Linked DNA regions of Mus musculus: region 1 is linked to region 2. A link is a contact called in public ChIA-PET data. All regions are on one chromosome and are shown on one strand. The core of a region is the stretch at or near the end of the contact, and the rest is flanking DNA. Distances in the headings are between cores, read along the strand shown. Region 1 holds the start of Gbp4 (guanylate binding protein 4). Region 2 has its middle 28 kb from the start of Abcg3.

The links. ChIA-PET counts read pairs in DNA pulled down with a chosen protein or histone mark.
Region 1: an RNA polymerase II ChIA-PET map of effector CD8 T cells shows a contact between it and region 2, with 186 read pairs. The contact joins the promoter of Gbp4 here to the enhancer-like site in region 2. A contact is called at or near these places in 1 of 15 datasets of contacts at CTCF or cohesin (CD8 T cells), 1 of 484 Hi-C or Micro-C datasets (Th1 cells), 5 of 115 datasets of contacts at active chromatin or transcription factors (CD8 T cells, effector CD8 T cells, embryonic stem cells and 2 more) and 3 of 9 other capture datasets (adipose tissue, embryonic stem cells and pancreatic islet).

What each region holds. Positions count from the first base shown.
Region 1 is chr5:105,138,004-105,141,285 of GRCm38.p6, forward strand. It overlaps Gbp4 (guanylate binding protein 4), which reads right to left and starts at 1,583. Exons shown (of 12, transcript NM_001359079.1): 1 at 1,477-1,583; 2 at 716-814. The coding sequence starts at 730.
Region 2 is chr5:105,008,482-105,012,157 of GRCm38.p6, forward strand. No RefSeq gene overlaps it. Among named protein-coding and RNA genes, the nearest start is that of Abcg3, 28 kb to the left of the region's middle. Within about 2 kb of position 2,095, at least 26 of the 459 cell types and tissues checked have an H3K27ac peak or open chromatin away from gene starts, as enhancers often do. A contact at or near this core is called in CD8 T cells, Th1 cells, effector CD8 T cells and 1 more, where this site is marked.

The DNA of each region.
Region 1 (3,282 bases), core at 333-2,832, 130 kb after region 2:
GTACCAGAGTGAATGCTGAAGTGTCTCTGTTCCCATTACAGAATGTATTAGGGAAACATTGGTTGCAAAATGAAGAAACTTTTCATTATATGATTTCTGTTTTGCCATGCTGAGGGACCAGGTGTAAGAGTCTATAGTCACATGATCATGTGTGATTTGGCTTCTTAGAGCTTACTGAGGCTAAGGCTTGCTTTGGGCTAACATATATATTATTTGAAATTACCTGCTTAGTTTTGCTGATCTTTGCAGTTTAAGCACAAACTAGGTTATTTTAAGAGCTACATGGTATTGTTCCTCAATAATTCTTCAGTCCCTGTGACAAACATTGAGGAAGTCCAAATCAAACCACAAGGCATCACTTCATACTCATCAGGACAGCTACCACACAATGGGAAAACAAATCCATGTAACCCAGAATTTAAACAACTCCGGTGTCTGTACTCTGCAGCTAAGAACACAGAATATTTCCTCATGAGAAACAATCCTGGTTTCTAAGACAATGGAAAGTTACATTTGATCTAACAGCTCTTCTTTGATTTCAGCACAAACTAGCAAAAAGGACTTGGATGGACCTTTGATCTTTAATGATCATGGTAGCTGTGTTCACAATACCCACAATGTGGATTAAGCCCAGTTTCCCACCACAATGTGATGGCACACCAAATTGTATATTATTCAGCCAGAGAAGAGAATAAAATTAACTACTGTACACTACCTTGTAGACCTTCATAGACTTAAAGCCAGCCACAGACCTCTGCAGGTCAGACAACACATAACTTGCCTCCCCTCCTCTGCACTCCAGTCCCAGATGAGCCTGAGGACATTATGCCAAGGACAGAGAATGTGTCAATCCCCAGAAGTCACAGATTCCACAACACTGTCTCTCTGCAGCTTAATCCCTTTAATGAGATAAGAAGAGCAGCCCAAACAAAATGCAGAGAGCCCATGTGATCTCTACATCACACACACACACACACACACACACAGACACACAGACACACACACACACACACACACACACACAAACCCTAAACACCAAGACAGAGCTTGACTACTTACTAAACTTAAAAAGATGATGAGGTACAAACTAAGTTTATTTCCAAAAAATATTTGCCAAGGTCAAGTGCTGAATTTTCCGCACAAGGTTCCTACATGTTCCTTTGACAACAGTTGCCTGTGAACCAGGGCAGGAGCTGTTGCTGTGGTCCCAGCTGAGGAAGGACCAGAGCTCTTCCCATAGTGTGTCTAACAGAGCAGGGCAGCCAGCTGTGTCAGGCTACAACTTTGTATCTGTCCTTTGTCAGAGGAAAGAAACTCACCTCCTAGACCTAAAGCCAGCCACAGCCCCCTGCAGACCAGAGAGCACAGAACCTGCCTCCCTTCCCCCTCCCTCAGTTGCCCCTTTGACTTGGAAATCAAGCTGAGGTCCAGACTAAGTTGCTCCTTAAAGAAAGGAAAAGTAAATATTAAATATACCTGGTCCCACAGCACAGGTCCAAGTGCAGTTCTCAGCTGCTGCTGCCTCCTCAGGCTCACTTCTGCTCTCCTCACTTCCTGCTCTCTTTGCTCCTCTTTTATGTGCGCTGACCACACACACACACACACACATACACACACACACACACACACACTCACACAGGATGCAGCAAAAACAAAACTGAAAGTAAAGTAAACCAAGGCATTGTTAACTTGGCCAAGACTGGAAGGGGAGGTCAGAGGATGCTTAGTGTCAGAAAAGTCAGTGAGATACTCTGTTGCAGCCAAGGGACAGCAGGCTTCCACTGTGGAAAGTATTTACATTCTCTTTCTTTGGAACCCATCTCCAGTTTCCTCCAGCCTTCTAGGCACAGATAAAGCACAGTAAACCCAGGCCCCCATCAGTGTAAATGACACAATCTGGGAGGATTGCACGTGTGCTTCTCTCAGGGGAAATTCCAGGTGCTTTTTGAGTGAAGAGCTTTAATGTTTTAAACCTGTGTTTTCTAAAACAGGAACCATCACTGTCCCCTCTCCCTCCCTCCCTCCCTCTCTCTCTCTCTCTCTCTCTCTCTCTCTCTCTCTCTATCTATCTATCTCTATCTCTCTTGCTCAGATAGTCCTCTCTTCCTTTCTTACCCTCTTTCCTTCTCCAGTCCTCTCCCTGCTTCCTCCTCCCTCTCTCTGTTCCCCTTTCTTTGTCTCTACTACCCTCTCAAATTCCACTCTCCATGTCTTAAATAAACTCTATTCTATACTATACAATTGTGTGGCTGGTACTTCAGGAGGAAAGGATGCCTCAGCAGGAGCCCTCAGAGACACCACCTTCCACCTCACCATACCCCGCCTCCACCACACATATCCCTGGCTTCTTTTTTCTTTTTCAGAAAACACAACAGTCCATCTAAAAACTGTTTTCAAAGAAGTAATTAAAGAATAGTAAGTAGGAGTTGTGTTCAGGGTAGAAGCTAAGAAAACTCACTTCTGAGATGGAAGCTTAAAAATGAAAGCTTTATTTTCTGAGCCCTTAGGAAGGCAGCCAGTTTGGGATCTGAACTTTGTCTCTGATGGGAGATTGAATACTATTTGTAAAGGATGAAACACAAAGCGAGGGTGTTGGGTGGGGCTGCAGAGTGATCTATTGTGTTTTCACAGGAAGGATTAAAGAAGGAAGTACCCATTGGAGACTGGGCCATATCCAGGCACCTAGCTTCAGGGTCCTTAATTTACTCTCCTAGACATTTGGTGCAGAACTCAGAGTGATAAAGGGACAAAGGAGCAGGACAGCAGCATGGAGGTAAACTGGTACCTTAATTCTACTTCAGTGAACTCTCCCCCTATTCATCTGTTAGCTCTGCATGGCCACCTATTTGCAGGCCCAGGTAGAACTCACACAAGAGTCCACACCAGGACTGGGAAGAAGTTCATGTCAGCAGGTTCTTGGATGCCACTAAGGCCAGGGGAGTCTCTGGTCTGGAGCTCTTGTCAGTTGAGTGGCACTTCTGAGACAGGATTGAGGGGAGCAGCAGGAGCAGGGCTGCCTCTAACACTTGCTTAAGCCTTTTGTTCACTTCAGCACTCAAGTGAATCTACAAAACATCAGGATAAATCTCTATGATCCTTTGCCTGTGTTTCTCTTCTATATTATATCGAGAAAGAGAAAAAGAGAGAGAGAGGTGTGTGTGTGTGTGAGTGAGCACAGGTGTGCAAATGCACGTATTTGCTGAGGTCTTGAAAAAGTGCCTCTTACTGCTTTGCTATTCTAGCTGACAAGTGAGCCTCAGGGCCTTGCTGTCTCTGACCCCA
Region 2 (3,676 bases), core at 845-3,344:
GTCATCATGGTCATGGAATCACCCTCTGAAACAATGAGCTTCAAATATAGTCTTTCTTCTGTACATTGCCTTGGTCATGGTACCTTAGTACAGAACTAGAAAAGTTACTAAGACATGAATATTATCAAATACCTATTTCTGTATAGAAAGACACAAAAGTACCGAATAATGTGCTACAATGAAATACTCAATGCACAGCACCACACAGAAGTAAGATTTTAAAAGGAGGCTCACAAATCCTGTGACCTTGACTCCTCATCCTGAGCCTTGCACTAGTGAAGATGTAAGAGCAGAAAACATTGGATTGCTGTAGACTGTTTCTATCATGATTGTTTTCAGATAACTATGCCATAGAATATTTTTTAAAATACTGGATGGTGAAAGACAGAACTTGCCAATCTGGAGAGTATAAATGTATTCTCTGTGGACATGTTGAAGCTTTCAGCTCTGGGGTTGCCTCCTGAGGATGAGGGAGCAGGAGTTACACTGAGCAGTGTTGCAGTGTTAAAGGCTTCTTTTTCTTCATTCCTAACCAAGTGAACACTGCCATTACCAGTATGATGGTTTGTATATGATAGGCCCAGAGAATGGTACTGTTAGGAGGTATGGCCTTGTTGAAGTAGGTGTCTCAGTGTGGTTGTGGGCTTTAAGATCCTCATTCAAGCATTCTGGAAGTCAGTATTCTGCTAACAGCCTTCAGAAGAGGATGTAGAACTATCAGCTCATCCTGTACCATGCTTGCCTGGATACTGCCATGGTCCCACCTGGATGATAATGGACTAAAACTCTGAACCTGTAAGACAGCCCCAAATATATGATGACCTTTATAGGACTTGTCTTGGTCATGGTATCTGTTCACAGCAGTAAAACCCTAAGACAGCCAGCAGTATTTGTGGTCCATGAGATACTGAAAGATGCCTGAGGGAGAATGTGATCCAAAAGCACCCACAGAAGTGATATAAGGTCATTGGTTTCATGATATGAAAGGGTTTTACAGAGTTCACTATGGACTTCGATTTTGTTTGGGCAGAACAAATATCAACTTAGAAGTCAGCCTCTTGGCCAAATGTCTCTAGACACTTCCATTTTCTGTCTGAGCTGTATTTGAATGCTCTTCCATTTCAGATACCTTCATGTTTTCACACAGAAAGTCAGAAGAATACACTGAAGATAAAATGGAAAATCTAGAGTAACTATTCCAGAGAAAATGAATGTAGATTCAGACATTCAAGACCCTTAGTAGCTTATAAGTAAGACATAGGTCTGATGTGGCTGTATCTATGATACTGAAGGTGACTATGTGCACACTGGGCATTGTTGACATGGGTAGAATTAGCTGCCATTGGAGTTTGGCTCGACCTCAGGAAGTATTGAGCTGATACTTTGGTACAATTATTATGAAGAAGCTCAGTGGTGGAAATATAATTGAAGTCTTGTGCCATTTCTAATGACTGGAGAACTTATTCATTCTTGTTGCTACGAATTTACTGACTTATCTTGAAGACTAACCCACTGTATTCAAAATATCAGTCCAAGGGAGGTCAGCATAACTTCTAAACACCAACAAGTAAGGGAGGAAATTATATTCTGGTTATGTCATTCTTTGATCACTGAGGCATGCTGTCAAAAAAAAATGTCACATACTTTGGGACTTTTACCCAGTTTTCCCTCAGAAATTTGCAAGGACTGACTATGAGTAGTTTCCATAGCTACGTGACAGGATGTCTTTCTCTGAGGGATGTAAAGACACATCTGTGTGCATGTGCACATGGGCATGTGATGTATCGAGTCTATTTGGTATTGCTGTATGTGTATGTATTTAGGGCTGACCACTTATGACTGGATAATCTAACAGGGGACTCCTACTTGAAGAACACAGATTCTCCCTCTCAGTAGCATTTATTGCCTATAGATCTTCATATAGGTGGAGTGCTTGGGAAATTCCCCTAATTTGGCAGCCTACCCTCTGAGGATTTCCTCCCATAGTGCTATGTACACTGCCATGGAAAAAGGCAGTCAGTAGTCCTACCCTGAGCTTTCTAACACCTTTCTGAGTACTGGGAGGCAGGCTGGAGCTCCACAAACCAACCACAGACCATCATTTGTGCAGTAGCAGCAGCCACATCAAAAGAAACAAAAGCCCAGGCTGAGCAAAATCCTGCACTACAGATGGAAGCAGCAGACAGCAGGCTGCAAGGACTACAGCAGCACCCAGAACTCCTAGAAACCTGTGACAAGCATCTGCAGAGGGCTTAGGCTGGGACAGTCTTCCCTGCTTAGTCTTACTTTCTTTATGTGTTCACATTCAGACAATCTGGACCCAAGTGATCCTTAAATCTGTCTTCTGACTGGAACAGCATACACTGTGGCATGTGAATACATGTGCATGCACAAAAATGAACGAATACATAGAACTTTTTGCACGGAAAAAAAAAAAAAAAAAGACTGACCAGGCACAGACTAAACTTGAGAAAAAGTATCTAAATCTGAGAGGAGGGAGAGCCTCAGGCTTCTCCCACTAGCTAGAGCTCACTGGAGCTTCAGCACTCCAGCTTCTGCTGCTACTCCTGTTGTCGATAGACAAGAACTCACTTAAAGATCCAGACCTCCTGCATCAGAGACAAGGATGCAATCACACTTCTCAGAGTGGCACTGGATCTTTGCTAACAGCCACGAGTCTCAAGAGTTCAAATCCACTCCCAATGAATTGTTGGATGCCTGTGGCAATCAGTTTTATTTCATTTAAAGTTGTTAAACCTGAATTAGTAAACAAACACCTTTGTTAGACTACGAGTCTTGAGGTGAGGACACTATCATCTCCTGTAGCATAACTCAGTTTAATGTATACATATATCTCATGCTCTCTGTAATCACTGGCCAGGTAGGACATCCTCAAATGCATTCAGTAGCAGTTATGTCTTGAGGTGGCAACAGATGTTTAATTGGATTTAATGTCTACTGAATTCTAACAAAATAAAGAAAAATTCGCTTTCCGATCTGCCAACCTCATTCTTAGAGAAGTCTGCTGAGACTCAGTAGGAGATATTCTCTGCTTACCACACCAACAGGTCAGGTCAGGAATAGTGTGTGTGTGTGTGTGTGTGTGTGTGTGTGTGTGTGTGTGTGTGCGTGCGTGACTGACTGACTGACTTAGATGTGGAGAATATATGTTTAAGAGCTGGTGACATATCAGTGGATACACTGGGGTTCACAATGTGTCCACTTCCTGTGTTTTAAAGACTGATGAGTTGGAAGTCAGGATAGAACTTTCACAATTGCCTTCTCTGCATTTGGGGAAATACTCACCACCAGCACACTTCTTTCTTGTAGACTTGGGCACAATAGAAACTTCTGCTTTCCTTGGTGGTTTTACTTTCTGAAAATTATCTAAAACAGACCCTGGAAATTCTACCTTCCTTCCATCTAAACACGTGGTTGGAGCTTCCACGTTCTGTTTTCTCAGCTCACATTCTTCTCCTTTCCCCCTTGAAGTGTCTCAGTCATCGTAGATATTCATTCTTCTTCTTCATGTTATCCTCAGCAAAGCCACTGTTCTTCTGTTCCTTGTTGGTGATATATATTTGACTTGTCCCATTTTTCCTCCCATAACTATTATTGACATTTACAGTGGCTTCAATGTCCATGTATTGACCAACACAACACACTGTTTCAGCCC